7 separate regions of the Mus musculus genome follow, and all the other regions are linked to region 1. Evidence: chromatin contacts called from public HiChIP or PLAC-seq and promoter capture Hi-C data. All regions are on one chromosome and are shown on one strand. The core of a region is the stretch at or near the end of the contact, and the rest is flanking DNA. Distances in the headings are between cores, read along the strand shown. Region 1 holds the start of Ctdsp2 (CTD (carboxy-terminal domain, RNA polymerase II, polypeptide A) small phosphatase 2). Region 2 holds the start of Gdf11 (growth differentiation factor 11). Region 3 holds the start of Sarnp (SAP domain containing ribonucleoprotein). Region 4 holds the start of Dnajc14 (DnaJ heat shock protein family (Hsp40) member C14). Region 5 holds the start of Pym1 (PYM homolog 1, exon junction complex associated factor). Region 6 holds the start of Cdk2 (cyclin-dependent kinase 2). Region 7 holds the start of Rnf41 (ring finger protein 41).

Region 1 (2,876 bases), core at 122-2,621:
TGTCAGAACTCCCCCGGCTTCCTTTCCTTTAATGAATTAGAATCTACCCAGACTCAGGGTTTGAGGTTACATAAGCATCATTCAGATCCTCTCTAACAGTCACATTCATTTTAGAAAAACAGCATTTTCATTAAAATGGTGTTATGTAAAAAAAAAAAAAAAAAAAAAAAAGAAGAAAGAAAAGGGGGAAAAAAGGGGAAAAAAGAGCAGTGTGTGTGTGTGTAGAAACATTCGCACTTGTAAGGAACATAGGATATATACATATGATGATAGTGCCTTGTAGGTTATGACCTACTTGGACAAGATGAAGAGACACAAATGTCTAGCTATGAGGACTGCAGTAGGAAAGCCACCAGGTGCCCCCCACCCCCCATTCCCCAGGAACTATGGCCTTGAATCATAGTAACTCATCCATCACCAAAAAGCATTTGAAATGGGTCAATGGGATGGTTTAGCCAGTAAGAGCGCTTCCCAGGAAAGCCGAGTTTGATTCCCAGAGCCCACTGTGGAAGGATAGAAGAGACCTCCTTCAGGTGCAATGGGGTGCATATACAGCATACAATTTTTACAACAACCCGATACAGAGTTAAAACTGCTTCTTTGGAGCTGCTACTCCTAGCAGACAAGTGGAGAAACCCTTCCTGAGAAACCTTAAGTTTGGGAGTTCAAACCTGAGCCTGGGCCTAAAAAATGAGGGAGAGCTTTCTGGGTCCACTAAGCACCTCTATCCTCCTCAAACTGAGGATGGAACCATGAGATGGGAGTTGGGGGTGGGAGGGGGAGCTGGACTGGGAGGATAGGGTAGATGCCTGAGTGGGAGGGGCTGGCACCTAAGGTGGCCTTAATACATAAGGTGTCATTTCCAGAGGTCAGTTCCATTCCTCACACTCTGGAGTCTCGGTTCCGCCCCCTACACACTCCTTCCCAGGTACATATCAGCGGTATTCTTATATAAGGCACTGGGCTCTAAGCAGGAAATACCGTAACTGCCTCGAACCCAATCTGGCTTCTCCATTTTTCCCCAGGTTTCGTAGGGCGGAACCATTGAGCCTTCTTGGAGTAAAGCGTCGGAAACACAAACACCCCAGCACCGAGCACGGAAAGCGGAGCGTTGGAGTGGCCTTTTTAAGTAGTTGGGAAGGGGGTGTGGCCGAGAGGACCAGGAGGCCGCAGCCCAGCAAGCGGGGAGTGGCCCGGGGGCGTGGCCGTGGCGACTGGAATGTTGTTGGGTCCTTGCACCGCATAGTAAGGAGGGGCCACGCCCCCTTTCTGCGAGCGGGCCAATCGGAGTGCCGGAGCGGTTTCAAGTCTCCCCCGCCAGCCTGCCCGCCCGCCACCCCACCCCCCTCGGGGATTCGCTTTTTCCGTAAGAAAATAGCAAACCTCTGCAGGGTCCGCGGCCCCCGCTGCTCGCCGGAGGAGGGTCCCGGGGCCTAGGACGCTGGCCTGGAGCGGAACGCGCCGGCAGGCGGCGAAGAGGCCGGCCCAAGATCTGGGAGGAGCGCGGGGGTGGGCGCTGCAGCCGCGGGTTGTTTATCTGGAGTACGGAGGGGAGGGGGGAGCCTGGAAACCGCCCCGTGTCCCATTTCCTCCTCTTGTTTTCGCTCCGGATTCTCCATGTTGGACCCAAACTGAGGAGCCCGGAGCTGCCACCGGGGGATCGGGGCTGGGGGCACCGGGGAAGCCGCCGCCTGGCCCGCCCGCCCTCTGTGCAGGCCGCCTCCCTTCCCGGCCCGGGGAGGAAACGCGAGGGGGATGTGAACAGCTGCGGGAGTCGGAGTCTCGGGAGCCGGAGCCCGACGGGCCCCCGCCCAGGCCCCCCAGCCCAGCCCGCCTGCGCGCCCGCCCGCGCGTCCTCCCGCCCAGCCAGCCCGGGCCCGCGGGATTGTTAGATGGAACACGGCTCCATCATCACCCAGGCGCGGAGGGAAGACGCCCTGGTGCTCACCAAGCAAGGTAGGGGCGCAACTTCCCAAAACTTTGTGTCGCCCCCGAACGGGGAGGGGGCGGAGGATCCGGCTGGACCCGGGGTCCGTCGGTCCTCGCGCACCCGTCGGGCTCTCGGACCCCGGTGGGGGCTGAGCGAGGCCCCGGCTGCCAGCGCCGGGCGGGAGGGTGTCATCCGCGCAGCTGTCACCCGTCCGGCCACCCCTCCCCCCCCGGGGGCAGTCAGAGGCTCGGGAGGGCGCGCGTCGCGCCAGGCCACCCGCGCCGCCCCCACCCGAGCCGCGGAGATGGAGTGGTCACTCCTCCCCCACCCACCACCGCTGCGCGCCTGCCCCGGGGCTCTGGGGAGGGTACGAGGGGTCCCGAGCTGGAACGCCACCGGGACCGGAGTTTTCACGCAGGACCGGGATGCCCGGGAGCTCGGCGGTGGCGGCGCGGGGACTCGGGACGAAGTTCACCGGCCCGAGGCGGGGGCGGTGGTGGGGGAGGGGGGAGGGCCGCGGTCACTGCCGGGCGCGGGACTCTCTTCGCGGCTCGGCGGAGCAAACAAGCCGGACCCGAGGCCCGGCCGGAGCCCCTCCCTGCCCCGTGCGCTCCCCCGGGGCCGCCGCTGCACAGACACAGCCGCGTTTGTTTAGCCCGGGAGCGGTGTCCCTGGTTACATAATTCGCCGGATGGCATCAGACCCAGCGTGTTTCTGAATCGCGCAGCGAAAAAGTGCGAGTTTGTCTGTGGGCAGAGGCTCGCGACCCCCCACCCCGATTGCAGGGGGAGGTCGTCGGATTGAAGCAAACAGGGACGTCCGCAGGCAGGCCCTATCTGGGGTGTGCTTGGGGAGCGAAGCGGAGGCCTCAGCCTCCCGCGGGGGCGGGGAGGAGATTGGGGCTGGGAAAATGGGATTGCTCGGTTTGATCACAGTGGGGTCCCCT
Region 2 (2,876 bases), core at 274-2,773, 1.9 Mb after region 1:
ATGGGGGTGGGCCACTAGGATTTCCCGCAACCCCCAGCTTTTTATGACCCATCTGCCAATAAACCAGCCCCCCCTTCTGTTCAGAGCCATAAAACCAAAGGAGGGGGGGCTTGCCAAACCACTAGGGAATAGAGAAAGCCTGGTTCCCTGGAGTTGGGGGGGGGGGGGACTACAGTCAGTGGGGGAGGGGAAAGGGAGTCACCTGACCCTAGGGAGAGAAGGCAGTGGGGGCGGTAGTATTGGCCTGGATTTTCCAGGCCATAAAATTTCAAAGCCGCTCCTGTCTATCAGAGTGTTCATCCTCCGTTTGGCCAGGGGCTCGGATGCCTGGGTTCTCCCATCCCCCTCATCTAGTTCTTTCTCCCTGGGTCTTCTTTGGCTCCAGCTGTGGGTAGGACAGGGAGTGAGCACGCTAAGATGAGAGTAACCAAATGATACTCGTTAAGTGGCAAGCGCAGTGGAGTTGAGTTATTTGAGCTCTTTCGGTACCAGGAAGGAACAGCTCTTCTAGGTCCTAGGGGATACCCAGTGCGAGATCAGGTGCAGAAAGGAGAGGTGTCAGCTGAGTTGCTGAGACGTACACCGGGTTTGGGTCCTATGCCATGGCCTTAGAGGAACACTTAGTTTTTCCGAAAGCCGGTGGGCGCCTTCCGGAGCACCGGGCAAGGAGTTGATGCTGGTGCCAGAGCAGTGGGAAGATGGCACTGCGGCCCAGCTGAGACTGCACGGGTCACGGAAGCTCCCCACCTAACGCTCCAGAAAAGTCACTGTAGGGTGCCAGTTTCTAGGACTACTTCAACTTGAATCTTTTTCTCACAAGGGATGGAAAGCAATAGCTCACAACCTGCCTGGTTTGGCCCCCCTCCCCCAACGCGCCATCCTCCACCCCCCCACCCTAGAACGGGGCGTGCACTCAACTCCGCTGCCCATCTTCTCCGCTCAAAAAGTTGTGTGGAGTGGCCCGGCTCCCCAATCCGTCAAGTTTTCGCAGAAAGGGCTTCCGGGTCCTTCCCGGACTGCACCGCACCGCGCGCACCCCGCAGCCCACTTACTCTCCTGGGCCATGCTTATGACCGTCTCGGTGGTAGCGTGGTACTCGTCCTCTTCCAAGAAGTCCTCAGGCTGCAGCGCGTCGCCTTGGAAGTCGTGCAGATCCAGGATCTGCTGCAGCGGCGGCGCCTTGGGCAGCAGCTGCTTCACTACCTCCCGGCTGATGTTGGGCGCCTCCTTGAGCCGCAGTTTGCTCAGGATCTGCGACTTGATGCTCTCTAGGCGCAGCTCGCGGCTGTGCTGCCGCCACACGCACACGGGGCAGCCGTCCGGCTCCGGCGGAGCGGACGGGGCCGGCCGGCTCGAGCGCTCCCCCCCGACCCCGGCCGCCGCCGCCGCTGCCGCCGCCGCCGCCGCGGGGCCCTCGGCCGCCTCCCCCCGGGGCCGCAGCTCCAGGGCGAGGAGCAGGAAGCCCAGCAGCAGCGGGGCCGCGAGCACCATGCTGCAGGGGAGGGGAGGACTGGGGGGCGGGGACGCCGGAGTCCCGCGGGGAGGGGGCGGAGGGAAGAGGGAGGAGGAGGGGGTCCGGGCGGCGCGGGATTGGGGGCTGCCCGGCCGAGGGGGGGCCGGGGGCCGGGGGCGGCGGGCGCACGGGCGGGGCGGGCGGGCGGCCGGGGCGGGCAGCTGGGGGGGCCCAAGCCCGGGCCGGGCCCTTTATAGCCCCGGCCCCCGTGTCGTCAGCGGCCGCGATTGGCTGCGGAGCCAACAAAAGAGGTAGCGCTGTCATCCGAGGCGAGAGAGGGAGCCGGAGAGAACCGAGGAAAAGAGAGAGAGAGAGAGAGAGAGAGAGAGAGAGAGAGAGAGAGAGAACACGAGCGAGCACGGGTCCAGAGAAAGATGAAGAGACCGAAAGATGAGGGGGAGGGGGGGAGAGGCCGTGAGGGACCGAGTCAGAGAGATCGGGGACAGACGGAGCGGTGGGTAGGGGTTGGGGGTGGGGGAAGAGGCAGATCCAAAGATACCCAGATAGGAAGGGAAGAGGGAGAGACAAAAGAGAGAAAAGAAGTCACAGAAGGGAGAGACTTAGCTAGAGAGCAAGAGCGAAGACTGAAGACGACCAGAAAAACTAGTGGGACAGTTAAGAGTGGAGAGAGTCAAAGACAAAGGTAGAGCGCAAAGAGGGGTGGCTAACCGAATTCTACGGAGTCGAACAGGAGAGAGCAGGAGAGGTGGGCAAGAGAACGGATGGGTCAGAGGGAGCTGATGGTACCCTGCGCAAGAGGGAGAGGCAGAGACAGGGGATACCTTGGAGGTAGCAACCCCTGAGGAGGCAGGTGCAGAGAAAAGACCAGGGGAGGAAGTAACACACACAAGTCAGCCTTGGTTGGAGCGCAAAGAGACACCCAAGGGGAAGAGGTGGAGATGTGAAGAATAGCCTCAGCTACCAGAGGTAGCCCAGGATGTTTAAAGAACCCATAAAATGGAACATCAGGCTGATTTATCACAGGGATGAAGGCGGTCAGGAGAGGAAGAGGCCAGGGACAAGCTGAGAAGTTGACAAGTACTGAGCCCGGAAGAAAACTATCTAGGAGGCCTGTGATCTTGAGATTGAGGTTTAATAGAACAAAGAGAGTGATCGTGATCGGGCTGGAAAGGGTGGGAGCCATGAGGGGAAGAGCCAGATGAGGGATGAGGTAGGGCTTGAAAGTGGTGCTTGGCGAGGAATCTGGACCCTCTCTCTGGGTTCCTAGCTACGTCTTTGTGTTTGTAAGGTCTTACATGTCTGAGAAAGCTTGAAGTTTTAGGCGTAAGGGTAAGAGCAGGGTCTATACTCAGATGTCTAATGTGGAGATAGCAAACCCCAAGGGGAGCCACTCTGGAATGGG
Region 3 (2,876 bases), core at 242-2,741, 1.8 Mb after region 1:
GACGTTGGTCAGGGTCCAGACAACAGGAATGCTGAAGAAAGGGATGCTGAGGAGAACCACATGCAGCAGTCCTACCAAGATGATGTAGGCCAGCCAGATGCCCCGACTGTTCATCACTCGAGTGTTGGGGTTTACTTCGCTGTGTGCCACCCCCACATTCATCCTACCACAGTGAGGGATCAGGCAGGAGTCCAACTCAGTCTCCTCATTAGCCCTGATTGAGCTTGTTCCCCAGCTGTCTCCTGAAAAGCCAAAATCCCCTGAAGTCTTGGGAATGAAAGAATTTCCCTACCATGCAAAAAAAGGAAAAACTGAACACTTTGTTAAAACTTGAGAAGAGGTGAAGCAGCTGGGTGTGGTGGCTCATGCTTGTAATCCCTGAATTTAGGAGGTTGAGGCATGAGAACTGTTTGACCTTTCTCCAAAACAAACAAAAAGGCAAGAGGGTCTTCGAAATGACTAAGGTGGAAAAGGTATTTGTCACCATGCCTAAAGACCTGAGTTGGATCCCCAGGACCCATGCAGTGGAAGGTGATAACCAACTCCGGAAAGCTGTCTTTTGACTTCCGTACCTTCAGTTGTTAGTGTGTATACTCACACAAGTGGGGTTTTTACTCAGATCTTTACATTTCAACTAAATATAAAGCAGTAAGTTTAGACTGTGAGACCTATTTGAAGGATCGGAGGAATCGGGAGTATTTTAATTTACTTTCTTGAGGAAGTTAGTGAATTATAAAGAGGTCACACATACCCAGAGTTCCACAAGAAAGCTATTCAGTTAATCAAGGGACCAATAAAGAAGGCACTGAGAGTAAAGCTACCTCTAGTTCCCATCCTTTTTTCCTGGGGCTTGTCCATCCTGTCTCTCACCCGCTTGGCATTGTCAGCAGCCAAGCAATTTCATCCCTTCACTGAACGTGGGGCGCTGCAAAAACTTACCCAATTTTTAAATTAGTCTAGGAAGGGGTCTGAGCTCAGTCCCTCAAGAAATGGGAGTCCTTCCCTTCTAGGAGCGGTTTTAGTTTTTAAACTTCTGCAAGCTCTAATGCCTACTTTTGTTTTTTGTTTTGTTTGTTTTAACCCGCTCTTGCCTGTCCCACAATTCCCCAAATCAATTACAGAGTCCGCCCATGCTCCTCCCAGAGTCCCAGTTTCGCATGTCACTTTCTTCACGGGATCTCTCGAATCTAAGGTTGTCGTTTCGCCGCCCTTCCCAATACTCCCACCGATTTCTCTCTGTAACTTTTTAAAGTTTCACGGGGCCCATACCTGCCAGCTTCAGGAGCCCGTCCGGCTTGGGGCACAGCGCTGGCTCTTACACCTGTGGTCTCCAGGAAGTGGCCGACTTTCGCCCTGTCTGCGCTCTCCCTATTGGCGGAACAGAATCCGCGCTGTCCCCAATCATTGGTTGGTTACGCAATGGAGACGTACAATTGGTCGCCTTTTCTCTCGTTAGGCCATGCAAACCCCGCCCTCCCCTGGATCCACCTTTTTAGAGAGCCGTGGAAAGTGGCCAAGAGGCGTGAGAGCGCCGCCGCCGCTGACTAATGGGAAGAGCCGTTGGTGTGAGGTGGGAGCAAGAGAAACAGCGATTGGTTGGATGAGCCTAAGCGCCTGAGGTGGGGGCCAGCGGTGGGGGTCCGGTGGACTGAGGCGCATCAAGATGGCGGCCGAGACGGTGGAGCTCCACAAGCTGAAGGTACCGTTACGCGGGGAAGGCTGAGGTGGGGTTTCCTGGAGCCTAAATTCTACGCGGGGCCCTGCGCGGCCTTATTCCACGTGTTTTCCTGTCAGGCGCCCGCTTACACTTCTTTCCTGGCTCCCGTTGTTGTTTTGTGCCTCCTTTCTTAGGCCTACCTTGAACTTCGTTTCTCCTCAGTAATTTATCGCTATCGTTACCTGGTGTTTACCTGCTGTTACCTGTTCTTCTCATTGTTTTTATTACCTGCCACCCTTCCCTGCTCGGCTGTGAAGCGCCTTCTATCTTTTATACCCCTTTCTCATTTAATCTTCATTACGTCAGTGGTCCTTCCCCCGTGTCCCATGCTGACCCAAAGTTATGGTTTGTTTGTCCGTCCCCCCCGCCCCCCAACGGATTGATGTAGTCACTCCTCTTGTCCCAAAGCTGGAATTCCTCAGTTAACATATAGTGGCATTTTTGCATGTTTTGCTGAATATGTCCCAAACATAACCCAGAAAGTGCTTCCGTTCTCTTTTAACAAGGTGGGGTTAAGACCCCGCACTCGAATTTTTAAAATCAAGGAGAGGAGAGGCCTTAAGATAGGTTTCTCGGTGGAAACCTGGGGTAGAGGCTTCTCCAAAAGGTTGTAAGATGGCAAACACATCAATCCTAAAAGTTTTTCGAGTTTTCTCAGGAGGTTCTCAATGACCTGCCCTCCCTCCCCTGACTATCCTACCTCTAGAGAGAGAACGTGTAGGGTAGATAGCTGTAATATGAGAGGTGTATGAAGTATGTTTGAAAACCTTAGGATTTTGTTTGTCCTTTTAACCTTTGGGAAGGATCCCAGCTCTCTTGATGTCACCCCCAACTCCCTTTTTGGGTCTATTTTTGTTATTTCCGTGTGTCTGTGTGAGTATATGATGGATGCATGCTCTTGGAGGTTAGAAGAGGGTGTTGGATCCCCTGGAGCTGGAGTTACAGGCAGTTTTGAGCAGCCTGATGTGGGTGCTGAGAGTAGAATAATTTGGGTCCTGAAGAGCAGTAAATGCTCTTCACAACTGAGACATCTTTTCAGGATGCCTTGGTGTCACTTCTTGATAACATTCTTGAACCACAGGATCTATTGAGTTGTACATTTTGGTAACCCGAGGTTCTTTTCTTGTATGTAGACTTGCCCTTCAATTATTATTCTGTA
Region 4 (2,876 bases), core at 138-2,637, 1.8 Mb after region 1:
TTCTCAATCGCTTAAGAGTTTGGGACGCAAAACAAGGAGAGACCAGGAAGGGTGTTAACTACTCACCACCCTGCAGGGCTGAGGAGAGCAAAGGGGTGGAATTGCTTTCCTAGACCTCCAGCTTCATTCCAGCCCAGAGGTCCTAGGCACACGGGTGGCTGTTGGCCGCAGGCACCCCCTTGGGCTACTGTGCTCTGTTGCTCCCTAAACTCAGGCAAGTCGGAGCCCAAACCCAGGGAGCTAAATGCAATTAGCTTGGGGGCGGGGGTGTGTGTGGGGGAAGGAGACAGGGAGTGTGTATGGGGTGGGGGGGGGGGAGGATGACATCACGGGGCGGGCCCCCTCAATCTTTACCTCTGTCTGTGGGGGAACCCAGGCTACCCACTTCTCTAATCTAGGAGGAGGGACGCCCCCTAACCATAGCAATGAAGAGTTTTGTGACGCCCATCAAGACTAAGACGGAAGGTCTCTGAATGCTAAGGAGATTAATTACCAACTTAACGTTTTCAAAGCCCAAATAGGGTCCCAAAGCACCCGCTGGTCCAACTTGGTTTCTTCCACTTCCCAGAGAATTGGAGTATTGTCTTCTGGGGAACCGGGTGGTCGGGAGCCGGAGAAGGGTTTTTAACTAGTGCTGGGTGGGGGTGTTCATGGGTGGAAAAAAAAACTTGTGGAGCAAGACGGGCCTGGCAGGGACACTGGCAGAACTGTAAGGCTTTAAAGGAGTGCAGACGAGAGGTTCCATCAGGGTCTGCGTAGGGGTTGGGGAGCGTGCTGGCTTCGACCCAAAGCTTACTATGTAAATGAGATGCAAAGCAGCACGCAGATGAGTGCGGGGTTCTGTTACGCTGGACTAGGTTCTGAGCTCCGTGGAACCAGGTACCCCTAGCCGCATTCCCTGGCCCGGCCCTTACGCCGCGTTCACAGGGGGCGGATCGGCGGCGTGGAAGCTCGCCAGTTGGGTCCAGGAGAAGTGTCGCGTCTCTTTAGGGGGCTAGCTAGTCCGGGACACACACTTCTCCGCAACCTCTTGGCTGGACAGCCGACAGGGAAGGGTCTGGGCGAGCAGGGTCGCTGGCTCCTCTGCGTGCCCTGGGTGTCTGTCTGCACGCCAAAGACGGTGTGTGCTTCGGCAGCCGCCCTTCATCTCCGTTTCAGCAGCGACGACGAGGAGTACAGTTCGCAGGCTTCAGCTCGCTTACGGCGGGACCTGCGTGGAGGCGGAGGGCCCTTTAAGGGGTGGGGCCGGATGCTCTAGCACCGCCTCCTCGATTGACTCCGCGCCCGCCGCGCAAGTGAGAGCCTCGGCTAAGCGCTTTTCTCTTCCCTTCGCGACCTTTTCCCCCCCCCCGGTGACCCCGGAAGTGGAAGTAAGCGGCCGTGGCGGGGACGGAAGGCGGAAGCGGAGCGTGAGCGGGAGGCGGAGCCGGGGGAGCTGCTCCTGTAGCTCCCCCTGGCAGCTCCCCCTGGCCTCAGGCGCAGCTGCTTGAGGAGGGAGGAGTTACCGCTGCTGCTCGGTACGTCGCCTTCGCCCCTGGTACCCCGTCGGTGGGTTCTCGGGTAATCTTTTGCAGGGGCACCTCGAAGCTCCGCCCTCAGCTTTTCCTCTAGCCCTGCACGGTCCCCACCCTTTTCTGACAGATTGCGGCCTCCCTCTTTCAGGCAGTCTTTTTTTTTTTTCCTAAGAGTTACCCCCCCACCCCCCCGCCGCCCCGACCACACCCTTTGCGGCACCCCCCCTCCCCCCCATTTCTCAGATTGAAGATTGTTAGCTTCTTGGAGGAAGAAGAAAAAAAAATTAAGATTTCGGGAGTAAGGGGGTTTCTGAGGTCCGGGTTGGTGCAAGCAGGTTTGTGGTCTGCCTAACTCACGTTTATTGTTAGGGATAGCGAATTTGAGCTAACACTGCCTGGGGAGTGGGTACATTGAATATGTCATTTTGAGATTGTTTAACTCTTGGTTCTATCCTTGACCATTCCCAACTTGATATCTTTGTTACAGGCAATGATGGCAGTGACCTAAAATCCTCAGGAAGCCCGGGGTCATGGCCCAGAAGCACCCGGGAGAAAGAAGGTTGTGTGGAGCCCACCGCAGTGGTGGTACCTCCCTCAGTACATCAGGATCCTCTGTGGACCCCGAAATACTTTCATTCTCAGGACTCAGGGACTCAGCAGAGACTGCTCCTAATGGTACACGATGCCTCAAAGAGCACTCCGGCCCTAAGTACACACAGCCTCCAAATCCAGCCCACTGGTCAGATCCAAGCCATGGTCCTCCAAGGGGTCCAGGACCACCTAGAGGAGGAGGCTACCCTGATGAGAGCGAGACAGGTTCAGAAGAGTCAGGAGTGGACCAGGAACTCTCAAGAGAGAATGAGACTGGGTACCAGGAGGATGGGAGTCCTTCTTTTCTTTCCATTCCATCTGCTTGTAACTGCCAGGGAAGCCCTGGAGTCCCCGAAGGAACTTACTCCGAGGAAGGAGATGGCTCTTCTAGCAGCCTTTGCCACCATTGCACCTCTCCAGCCTTGGGGGAAGATGAAGAGTTGGAAGAAGAATATGATGATGAGGAACCTCTTAAATTTCCCAGTGATTTTTCACGTGTGTCCAGTGGAAAGAAACCCTTGTCCCGGAGGCAGAAGCACCGTTTTCTGATCAAGGAGGATGTTCGGGATAGTGGACGCAGAGAACCCAAGGCCCCAGGTCGTCATCGGCTGGCCCGAAAAAGAAGTCAGACAGATAAGCGCAGAGGCCTGGGACTGTGGGGAGTAGAGGAACTATGTCAGCTTGGACAAGCAGGCTTCTGGTGGCTGATTGAACTTCTGGTATTGGTGGGAGAGTATGTGGAAACCTGTGGCCATCTCATTTACGCATGCA
Region 5 (2,876 bases), core at 275-2,774, 1.8 Mb after region 1:
TTAATCCCAGTACTTGGGAGGCAGAGACAGGCAGATTTCTGAGTTCGAGGCCAGTCTGGTCTACAAAGTGAGTTCCAGGACAGCCAGGGCTATACAGAGAAACCCTGTTTCGAAAAAAAAAAAAAAAAGAAAAGAAAAGAAAGAAGTATACACGTGTAAAAACATGTAGTGCATGCAAATAGCATTAAAGTCATTTTGAGACTTGAATTGAAAGGAGAGAGGTTAAAGCTGGGAGAATTGCAAGGAGGACAATGTGTGAGCTTTTGAAAACTTAGTTGAGGTTCTTATTAGCCTGTTTTGTTTCTTTTTTTTTTTTTTTTTTTTCCTTTTGGTTTTTTTTTTTTTTTTTTTTTTTGGTTTTTCGAGACAGGGTTTCTCTGTGTAGTCCTGGCTGTCCTGGAACTCACTCTGTAGACCAGACTGGCCTCGAACTCAGAAATCCTCCTCCCTCTGCCTCCACTGGGATTAAAGGCGTGCGCCACCACTGCTCGGTTGTTTTGTTTTAAAGTAGAACATATTGTCTACTACTGAAGTACTAATATTTCCCCACTTCTCAATTTGAGAGGCACTGTTGGACGTTAGTGTAAGCCAAAGTTGGGCAATAGAAGAGGGTGAAAGAGTTAAGGAAAAAGCTTTGTAGGAGGAGGGCAGACACCTGAGGAGAGGAGCTTGAGCCAGCACCTTCCTGACAGAAGAGGAAACAAGTTTAACAGGATTTAGCCCCAGAGGAACTAAATTGCTGATGGAGGAGGGGAGGGACCGGACCGGGCTTTGGCGCTCCTTCCAAGAACAAGGCACAACCTAACAAAGGGAGTGGCCTCACTGTCCCGGTAGATTTAAGGGTGGAACTGCTCGCGGTAGCCAAAGCTAATCCGAAGTGTGGGGCGCGGCTAATTAGAATACTGACTGGGTCCGCCCCAAAAGCCTTCACCCCGTGCCCTCTGACCCGAGAGGATCCAGTACTGAGCAGCAGGCCAAGAAGTTACCTCGCCGGCCGCTGAATCCCCAGGGCTGCCCGCCCCAGTTCAGTCATGGAAACCGCCAGCACCCCCGAGGCCACGGGGACAGGTGACCGACTCGCAGTGCGCCGATCTTTGCGCACCCCTTCGTAGGTCTCTGATCAGTTAACCTGGGCGGCCGAGAGTGGTCGGCGTGCCGAGTAGACCTGCCCACTTTTAAGTGTTAGCCCGGGTTTTCGTGTATCCCTGGGGCTTCTTTGCCCATGCCAACACGCGCCCTAGGGTTTGGTGCAGGCGAGGGGCCTTGCATATTCCTTTCCTCTTTTACCAGCTTTCCTGCTGGGTCCCGGTGGGCCTTGAGCCTGCGAGGACTGTCTGGGATAAGGCTTATGCCCAAACTTCTCTCCGAGCCCTAGGGATTGTTTTATATACATCAGGAGGTCAACAGTGGCGTCGGTGGTAGTCTAAGAGCCCATGACTGTGAGCGTCTTACACTCGCCTTTTCCGCCTCCCGCGTCAGAGAAATGGTGCAGTCTCTCTTTAAGATTAAAATGGTGGCTTGCTAGGATGAGGACTCCACTTCCGGCGGGGAGGGGGGCGGGACCCCAGCCCGCTCACGCCGGAAGTGGTTCGGGTTCTCAAGATGGCGACTCCCTATGTAACTGACGAGACCGGCGGTGAGTGCGGGGATCGCGGAGCCGCCTCTCCCGGGATTCTTGGGTTAGGGGTTCGGACTTGGAAAAGGGTTTGTGCCACGCCCATCCCGGGGCTCCTCCTTTGCCACGCCCCCGTACCGCCTTCCCCATTCATTCCTTTTGGGTTGTTACCTGCGCCCCCTTCTGGTCTCGTGTTTTTTGGGGGGGGTCTCTGCTTCCGGTCTCCCAAACCCTGGGGTCCTCCAATGTCCCCTGCTCCGGGACCCTTAGGCGCTTCAGCTCTTTCTAGCTGTTGGAGTCCCGTACCTTTGCAAGGTTCTCCAGCATTATGGGCTCCTGTGCTCAGTTCCCTCCAATTCCAACCCCCTTTCTCCCTCCCCCATTTCTTACTGTTGTACCTGCTCTCTACCCTTCCCTGTTTTCATTCTTTCTCTCCGGGCTGTGTCTGCTGATGATCTCATTGCTACATAGTGCTTTCTTCTTCACTCTTTGCCCCATCTTCATTGGGTGGGGGTGGGGGTGGGTGTCACTGAAATCCAGACGTGTGAAGGGAAGAGGAATTTAACTTTCAACTTGACTTTTCTCCTTGGTGGAGTTTTCCATTTAAAGTGGGAGAAAACAAACAGGAAAGTATCTACTGGCCTTTCTCTCAACGTCTTTGATAATTGATAGAACCCCATGATTTCTTAAAGGTTGAGTAGCACTTCAGTCGAGCTGTCTGAAATGTTGGAAGTCAGCTGTTTGTGTGTGAAGCTGAGAATCGGTTTTATGTTTTTGTCTTGTTTGTAGTTGCCTTGTCTTTAGGATAATGTGCAATATTGACTTCGAGATGATCAAATAGATATTTGGAAGACGTAGTGCAAGTACCCGGTGACTGTTTTTGTAGCCTTCATCTTGGTCTTCATATGTGACTAGGGTTTTGTAGAAGTGATCCTGTGATTGTGCGGTAATGCACGGTGTGTTTTAAAATGTGCCATTTATGCTTCTTGGTTTGCTTTAAATGTTCCTTATTAAAATTAAAAGCATGAGCCACTGTGCCCAACCTTTAAAAAGCAACTTTCATCTTTAACACTCCAATCCCCAGATGTGATCTCACTATGTGGCCCTGGCTGGCCTAGAGCTCACTGTGTAGACCAGGCTGGCCTTGAACTCATAGAGATCCACTTACCTCTGCTTCCCAAGTTGTGGGATTAAAGGCGTCTAATACCATGACAGGCAGTTTGCAGCTTTTAATGTGTACCTTCTTATTCTTTTTATATTC
Region 6 (2,876 bases), core at 124-2,623, 1.7 Mb after region 1:
ATTTGTGGGCTGTCACTGAACAGGGTTACCTTGATGAGGGGAAGAGGAATGCCCGTGAGAGCAGAGGCATCCATGAATTTCTTGAGGTCCTGGTGCAGAAATTCAAAAACCAGATAAAGCTTATTTTCTGTGTGGATGACATCCAGCAGCCTGCAAGAGAAGGTCCAGGAAATGGAGTTGAAGGAGAGAAATTCTGAGGCTAAGCAAGCAGAATTCGTCATAGTGATCATCTCTCAGAGCAGACTTACTTGACGATATTAGGGTGATTAAGTTCCTTAAGGAGAGAGATCTCTCGGATGGCAGTACTGGGTACACCTTCAGTCTCACTTGGAGAGGTTGGGAAAACAGAGACAAGAATACGGTTACAAACATCATTCTCTCAGGGATACACAACCCCCAGCCCCCTTAGGAAGGCAGACAGGAGAGGTGCTGTGAGGAGTTAATTTCTGGGTAGTTAGGGTGTGGCTTTTAGACATATTTAAGGCCATTATTTCCTCTTTTTCCAGTGAAAGGTAAGAAGAGCCTCCAGGTGAATGAAAAGCAGAAGAAAGGTAATAGGGGAGTGGGGTGAGAGTAGCTCCCGGCCTCCCCTGAGGGCCAGTGAATCTCAACTGCCATTCTTTTGAAAGAGAGTGAGGGTTCTAAGTATGGTGCTGGAGCAGTGAGGAGAGCTCTCCATTCAGAAAGGAACTTTTCTCTGGTTACCACATAACCCAACTCCACGAACAGCCCTGGACCCCTCCTATCCCGGGCTCCCACCCCACAACTTTCTCTTCCCAAGTCTCTCGGCTAGCAGATTTGGGAGCACACCGGCTGGAGCACTGCAAGAAACTTTCCCCTGGATTCCAGCCCCGGACAGTCTCCTCCGGTAGAGCCTCCACGGTCGGCCAACCCACCGCTCGCTTCACGCGTCCCTCCCTCCCTCCCCGCTACCTTCCGGTCCGGGGACGCTACCCGCCTGTTGGGGTAGGGGGTTGGGAGGGGGACAGCCAAGAGGTCCGGGCAAAGGAGTTCCGGCTCCGGAGGCCACTCACGTGTCGAGCCGGATCTTCTTAAGCGCCACAACTTCTCCCGTCAACTTGTTTTTGGCTTTGTACACCACTCCGTACGTGCCCTCTCCAATCTTCTCCACCTTTTGGAAGTTCTCCATGGAGCGCTAGTGAGGCGGCTCAGGCCCCCGGGAGCGGGGCCCGGGAACCCTGACGAAAGCGGGCCCGACACTCGGAGCGGAGGACCTGGGGGACCCCGGGTGAGCACGGCAGTCCCAGCTCGGGATGGAACGCAAGGAGAGCTCAGCCCTTGACAATTTGTCCAACTTGAAACAATGTTGCCGCCTCCCCCACTGCTCCAGACGGCCATCCGAGACCCCGCCCCTCCTTCCCGCGTTTCCCTGGCCCCGCCCCCCGCCCTTCCGATTGGTTCACGTCACGAGGGCGGACCGGACCATCGCGCTCCCGCCTCAGAGGCCCCGCCCTGGGCGGGCGAGCCGCGGGGCAGCTGCACAACTTTCCCGCAGTTCCTGGTTTAGGCTCCGCAGGCCGGAACTGGTGGTGTTTCTGGTCTACGGATTTCCTTACCTTTCCCTCACAATTTTCACCACCCCTTGGGTGAGATTAAAATTCCACCTGGACAAGAGAGTCTCTTTTAAAAAGCAAAACCTGGGAATCTTTAAAAGAAAAAGAATAATGTATTTTATTTTAAATGGTGTGTGGGTCTGTGTGTCTGCATTTAAGTTTTCACAGAAGCAGCAGGTGCCCTGGAGCTGAGGTTCTAGGCGGTCGTGAGCCTAACTTGGGTGCTGGAGCTGAACTCTGGTCTTCTGCAAGAGCGGCTTGCGCTCTTAACAGCGGTGCTGTTTCTCCAGCACTCTCGCCTGCTTTTTGGAAACATCTCATAATGCAGCCCTTGTTGGCTGGAATGCGTTCAAAAGTCCAGGTTGTCTTCGAACTCACAGAGATCCGTTTGTCTCGGTCTCCATGTGGGGCACAAAATCCGGTCTCTCTCTCTCTCTCTCTCCCACACACACTCCCTCCTTCTCGCCTCCCTCCGCTTTCTTTTTATTTTTCTGAGACAAGGTTTCTCTGTGTAATCTTGGCTGTCCTGGAACTCTAGTCCAGGCTGGAAAATCGGGACTCTTATTGTAAAGGATTCTTTGGCTAGATAATAGAGTCGTTTCTCAGCCTAGCTTAATACTGTCTCACTGTTTCGGGGTTCATTGGCTGCCTGTGTTGTTTTATTGCTGGCAATCTACCCTCCCAGCCCCTTCTGGATGCTTTTGGATAAAGGTGCTGTTTCTGTCTTAAGGATCTCTTGGTTTGACACAATTCTCTTCACTCTGTCTTGCTGAATTGTGACTGTTAAGTATGTGAATTGAGGCTGCCCATCAGTGAACTCTTTCCAGAATAAGTGTGTCAGTGAATGTGACCCAGCGAAACCAGAAACTGTCATTGAGCTGTGTGGGATGAAATCAGTTCTGGCCCTTTCCTTCTTCCCAGGTTTCCCCTCCTCTGGAGGGAGAGGAGGAAGGCCTATGCAAATGACCATCCCTTTCTATATAGGGGCTCGCTCCCACCCCCTGGTACCTTTGGCTGCTGGCAAGAGGACCACTATGGGTGTCCAGAGAAGGAGCTTCCTTCCCGTGCTTGTGCTGAGTGCTCTGCTGGCTGTGGGGGCCCTAGAAGGTGAGTGTGGGTGGGTGGTCAGGAGCAAGTGCTATTAGCAATTGAACACCAGCTCTGGGTTTCCCCCTTCTAATCAGACAAGTCAAAATACTTTAGGCTTGTCCTATTTGATTTTAGTGAAGATATGGTTTTGTTTGGTTTTTTTATTTGTTCAAGACAAGGTCCAGTGTAGCCCAGGCTAGCCTCAGATTCACT
Region 7 (2,876 bases), core at 175-2,674, 1.4 Mb after region 1:
TCTCGGCAATTCTTTTTTTTTTTTTTGCGGGGGGCGGAGGGAAGGAGTTTGAGACAGGGTTTCTCTGTGTAGCCCTGGCTGTCCTGGAACTCACTCTGTAGACCAGCCTGGCCTCCAACTTAAAAATCCACCTGCCTCTGCCTCCCAAGTACTGGGATAAAGGCGTGCGCCACCACTGCCCATTTTACACATGAAAATGGAAAGTTAGTTAAAAGCCAGTACCTTGGACATGGCAGGAGCTTACACATCATCTTTAATGTACCGAACGGTTCGGCTCAGGGCTCTGGGACAAGCAGCATTTTCGCCATAGAAAGATAATACGCAGATTCACTCTCCTTTGAAAGACGTTGAACCCGGAACATAAAAAGCAAGCCTCAAGCCAGGTGGACACTGGGGAGGCAAGAGGTAGGCGGATCTCTTGAGTTTAAGGCCAGCCTATCCTACATAGTGAATTCCAGGACAGCCAGGGCAACAAAGAGAAACCCTGACTAGGGGAGAGGGAGGGGAGGGAAGCAAGTTTGACTTGGTTCACAAAGGCACATCCGATTCCTGTTTCCTTATTTTATTGTATCTCAGAGACACCTAGAAGCTTAAGTTTCCTCTGGTACTCGTCATATTGTCTTCAAAGGAAGCAGCTAGCTCTGTATTCTCACGAATAAGCTAGTTACATATGTACTAATGTGAATTGCCCTTTAAAAAAGAGAGTATCTACAACAAATACTATTTGACACCAGATTAGCCTAAGAGGTAATGTAATTGCATTCCTTGTCTTGCTTCCCCGCTTACCTAACACAGAGCGCTTTAAACTCCACCACGACTCTCCTCGGGTTCTCTCCCACCCATTTCCCCTAACCACAGTGTTGCAGCCTTAGGAAATCAAATCCATTAATGTTTCGGGCGGTCTGAGTTTTTGAAGAGCCATCAGGAATACTACAAGAGTGTGTGGCTGGGAGGTGGACGACCCCTGCAGCACCCTAGATCAAAGCTTTGCGGTGAGACACTCCCTCCCTCTCCATCCTGCGGCCTCCTAAGTTAACAGCAGCATCCATCCCCATGACTGTGAGTCACAGGTCGGGAGGCTCCGGGATGCTGACCACAGCTCTGGAAACTGAAGGGCTGGGAGGACAGCAGGCCACGCTGCAGACCAGCTGCCCCGCGGCGACCTCGTCCCAGCGCTGCACCAGGTCTGGCACCCGAGCCGTGCACCACCCAGCACCAAGTAACTCTGCAAGGCGGGACACCCAGGGTCGCCCCGGAGCTTCACACCTGAAGCACATAGAGCCCTCCCTCCCAAAAGGCTACACTGTCCGTCCTAAGAACTTCCGGCCCAGAGCGGAGGCCCAGCTAGCCCCCGCCTCTCATAGGCCGCTCGCAAGGAGCATCCAGGCGCCGCCGAGTTAAATAGAGAGGCGGGGCTTGGTGACGAGCTTCCGCCCCGTTGCGTAGCAGCAGTGGGCGTGGCTAAGGGCTAACCCGAGACAGCGAGGAGTGGTCGGAACCTTCTTCCCCATCCTTACCTTCCCCTTCCCCTACGGGGAAAGGCTGAGACCGGGCACACAGTGTGCTACGCGGCCGCCGTGTCCTCAGCTGCAGCCAGGCCCCGCGTCCGGAGAAACCAGGCTGCGTTCCGGGTGGTGCGTAATGCGCCTGGGCGAGCTTCTAACCCTGGGGGGTTGGGGGGGAGAGGGGGCGAGGTCCCTGTGGATTGGTGCCTGGGTCCGAAGTGCTGGGGGTAGGGAGGAAGGGTGGAGAGGAGGAGGAAAATGGAGGAAGGGAGCTCAGCTGGGAGGAGTCGGGAGGTGAGCTAGCTGGGGGCTCTGGAGCTTTGGAAGATCCTCTGGAGTAGGGAGAGCCTCGGGAAGTGCGGGAGTGGCCTTGGGCCAGCCTGAGGACCCGGGAGGAGCTGATTGCTGGGGCTGAGGGACAACATGGAGTTTAAATGGCAATGATTGACAGGCCTGGAGGCGAAGGGAACGTTCTGGGGGCTAGCCTTGGCAGGGACCGCGGAACCCAAACCTCCGCCCTCCAAGCGCCATAGCTTGGCTTCTTTCCCATGCCTTGTCTTTGGCAGCCTTGTCTTTCTCTTTTATTCCTTCGCCGCTTCTCTCCCCTCCCGCCTCTCCGTGGAGGACTCTTACATTCCTTACATCTTTGACCCTGAATGATTTGCAGCCCCGCTCTCTGATACGCACGATCCATCCACTCGTTTAATACACTGGAAAGCCCACCCCAGTCCAGGAGGCAGGGCATTTGTGGGGTAGAGAGTGAGGGGGGGTGGGAGTAGGGGCAGGAGAAAGACCTGAAAAAGCAGGATGAGGGTGTTTTGGATTGGTACACTAACTTCATTTCATGAAACTTCATTTCAACTGGTAGCAAATGTGATGGTTACCAAGGCCACTGTTCTTGGGAGATTGACCTATGAGAATCTTGGCAGCTACTTCTTATACAGTAGTTTTAACTACTGTAGCAGGATGGGTGGCTACTAGTGTTCCCCCAAGAAAGAGTGGGATTGGATAGTGCCAAGGGAGGGTGAGGGGTGCATTTGTTATGCAGTGTCTTCAGTAAACCTTGTGGCAGGGCCTACTTCCCAGTGATTGAAAAGAAGGAACAAGCATTTTCAAGCATTTCCTCTGGTTCTCACTGTGAGTTTATTTTGCCATTCTGTTGCAACAAGTAATACAGCAGTCTTACACGTGCACTCAGAGTTTATCTCATTTGATTTGCAGGACAATAGGTTAGAAAATGCAAGTGTCATATCTGTTTGACAGTTGGCTACACGGCTTGTTTGAAGCTGTCCTGTCAGTGGATGGCAGAGCTAGGACTGGAATCCAAGCCCACCCTCCTTCCCCCTCTCTCCTGATTCAATGCTTGTCTTA

What was found. Promoter capture Hi-C pulls out the DNA fragments that hold promoters and counts their contacts. HiChIP or PLAC-seq counts read pairs in DNA pulled down with a chosen protein or histone mark. Capture Hi-C pulls out chosen DNA fragments and counts their contacts.
Region 2: a promoter capture Hi-C map of embryonic stem cells shows a contact between it and region 1, with 6 times the contacts expected there. The contact joins the promoter of Gdf11 here to the promoter of Ctdsp2 in region 1. A contact is called at or near these places in 2 of 39 promoter capture datasets (embryonic stem cells and liver) and 2 of 115 datasets of contacts at active chromatin or transcription factors (embryonic stem cells and stem cell-derived neural progenitor cells).
Region 3: a contact with region 1 is called in a promoter capture Hi-C map of adipose tissue, with 6 times the contacts expected there. The contact joins the promoter of Sarnp here to the promoter of Ctdsp2 in region 1. A contact is called at or near these places in 4 of 39 promoter capture datasets (cranial neural crest, embryonic stem cells, liver and 1 more), 1 of 115 datasets of contacts at active chromatin or transcription factors (astrocytes) and 2 of 9 other capture datasets (adipose tissue and liver).
Region 4: a promoter capture Hi-C map of liver shows a contact between it and region 1, with 7 times the contacts expected there. The contact joins the promoter of Dnajc14 here to the promoter of Ctdsp2 in region 1. A contact is called at or near these places in 3 of 39 promoter capture datasets (the C10 cell line, liver and second pharyngeal arch cranial neural crest) and 3 of 9 other capture datasets (adipose tissue, liver and pancreatic islet).
Region 5: a promoter capture Hi-C map of embryonic stem cells shows a contact between it and region 1, with 4 times the contacts expected there. The contact joins the promoter of Pym1 here to the promoter of Ctdsp2 in region 1. A contact is called at or near these places in 5 of 39 promoter capture datasets (the C10 cell line, embryonic stem cells, liver and 1 more), 2 of 484 Hi-C or Micro-C datasets (B cells and embryonic stem cells), 3 of 115 datasets of contacts at active chromatin or transcription factors (embryonic stem cells and stem cell-derived neural progenitor cells) and 3 of 9 other capture datasets (adipose tissue, liver and macrophages).
Region 6: a contact with region 1 is called in a promoter capture Hi-C map of adipose tissue, with 4 times the contacts expected there. The contact joins the promoter of Cdk2 here to the promoter of Ctdsp2 in region 1. A contact is called at or near these places in 3 of 39 promoter capture datasets (cranial neural crest, embryonic stem cells and pre-B cells) and 2 of 9 other capture datasets (adipose tissue and macrophages).
Region 7: an H3K27ac HiChIP or PLAC-seq map of microglia shows a contact between it and region 1, with 7 times the contacts expected there. The contact joins the promoter of Rnf41 here to the promoter of Ctdsp2 in region 1. A contact is called at or near these places in 2 of 39 promoter capture datasets (embryonic stem cells and pre-B cells), 1 of 115 datasets of contacts at active chromatin or transcription factors (microglia) and 1 of 9 other capture datasets (adipose tissue).

Annotation. Positions count from the first base shown.
Region 1 is chr10:126,977,346-126,980,221 of GRCm38.p6, forward strand. It overlaps Ctdsp2 (CTD (carboxy-terminal domain, RNA polymerase II, polypeptide A) small phosphatase 2), which reads left to right and starts at 1,372. Exons shown (of 8, transcript NM_001113470.1): 1 at 1,372-1,956. The coding sequence starts at 1,893. It overlaps Gm40798 (a long non-coding RNA gene), which reads right to left and starts at 175. Exons shown (of 2, transcript XR_872169.3): 1 at 1-175.
Region 2 is chr10:128,890,195-128,893,070 of GRCm38.p6, forward strand. It overlaps Gdf11 (growth differentiation factor 11), which reads right to left and starts at 1,524. Exons shown (of 3, transcript NM_010272.2): 1 at 1,053-1,524. The coding sequence starts at 1,491.
Region 3 is chr10:128,820,273-128,823,148 of GRCm38.p6, forward strand. Sarnp (SAP domain containing ribonucleoprotein) reads left to right here and starts at 1,492. Exons shown (of 11, transcript NM_025364.3): 1 at 1,492-1,699. The coding sequence starts at 1,664. Ormdl2 (ORM1-like 2 (S. cerevisiae)) reads right to left here and starts at 1,357. Exons shown (of 4, transcript NM_024180.6): 1 at 1,270-1,357; 2 at 1-242. The coding sequence starts at 162.
Region 4 is chr10:128,804,167-128,807,042 of GRCm38.p6, forward strand. It overlaps Dnajc14 (DnaJ heat shock protein family (Hsp40) member C14), which reads left to right and starts at 1,388. Exons shown (of 7, transcript NM_001359825.1): 1 at 1,388-1,517; 2 at 2,002-2,876. The coding sequence starts at 2,045. It overlaps Tmem198b (transmembrane protein 198b), which reads right to left and starts at 281. Exons shown (of 5, transcript NM_178066.3): 1 at 67-281.
Region 5 is chr10:128,746,931-128,749,806 of GRCm38.p6, forward strand. It overlaps Pym1 (PYM homolog 1, exon junction complex associated factor), which reads left to right and starts at 1,525. Exons shown (of 3, transcript NM_001170869.2): 1 at 1,525-1,636. The coding sequence starts at 1,603.
Region 6 is chr10:128,703,678-128,706,553 of GRCm38.p6, forward strand. It overlaps Cdk2 (cyclin-dependent kinase 2), which reads right to left and starts at 1,374. Exons shown (of 8, transcript NM_183417.3): 1 at 1,035-1,374; 2 at 249-326; 3 at 30-150. The coding sequence starts at 1,150. It overlaps Pmel (premelanosome protein), which reads left to right and starts at 2,581. Exons shown (of 11, transcript NM_021882.4): 1 at 2,581-2,681. The coding sequence starts at 2,609.
Region 7 is chr10:128,410,192-128,413,067 of GRCm38.p6, forward strand. It overlaps Rnf41 (ring finger protein 41), which reads left to right and starts at 1,425. Exons shown (of 7, transcript NM_001164237.1): 1 at 1,425-1,634. It also overlaps a transcript of Nabp2 not described here.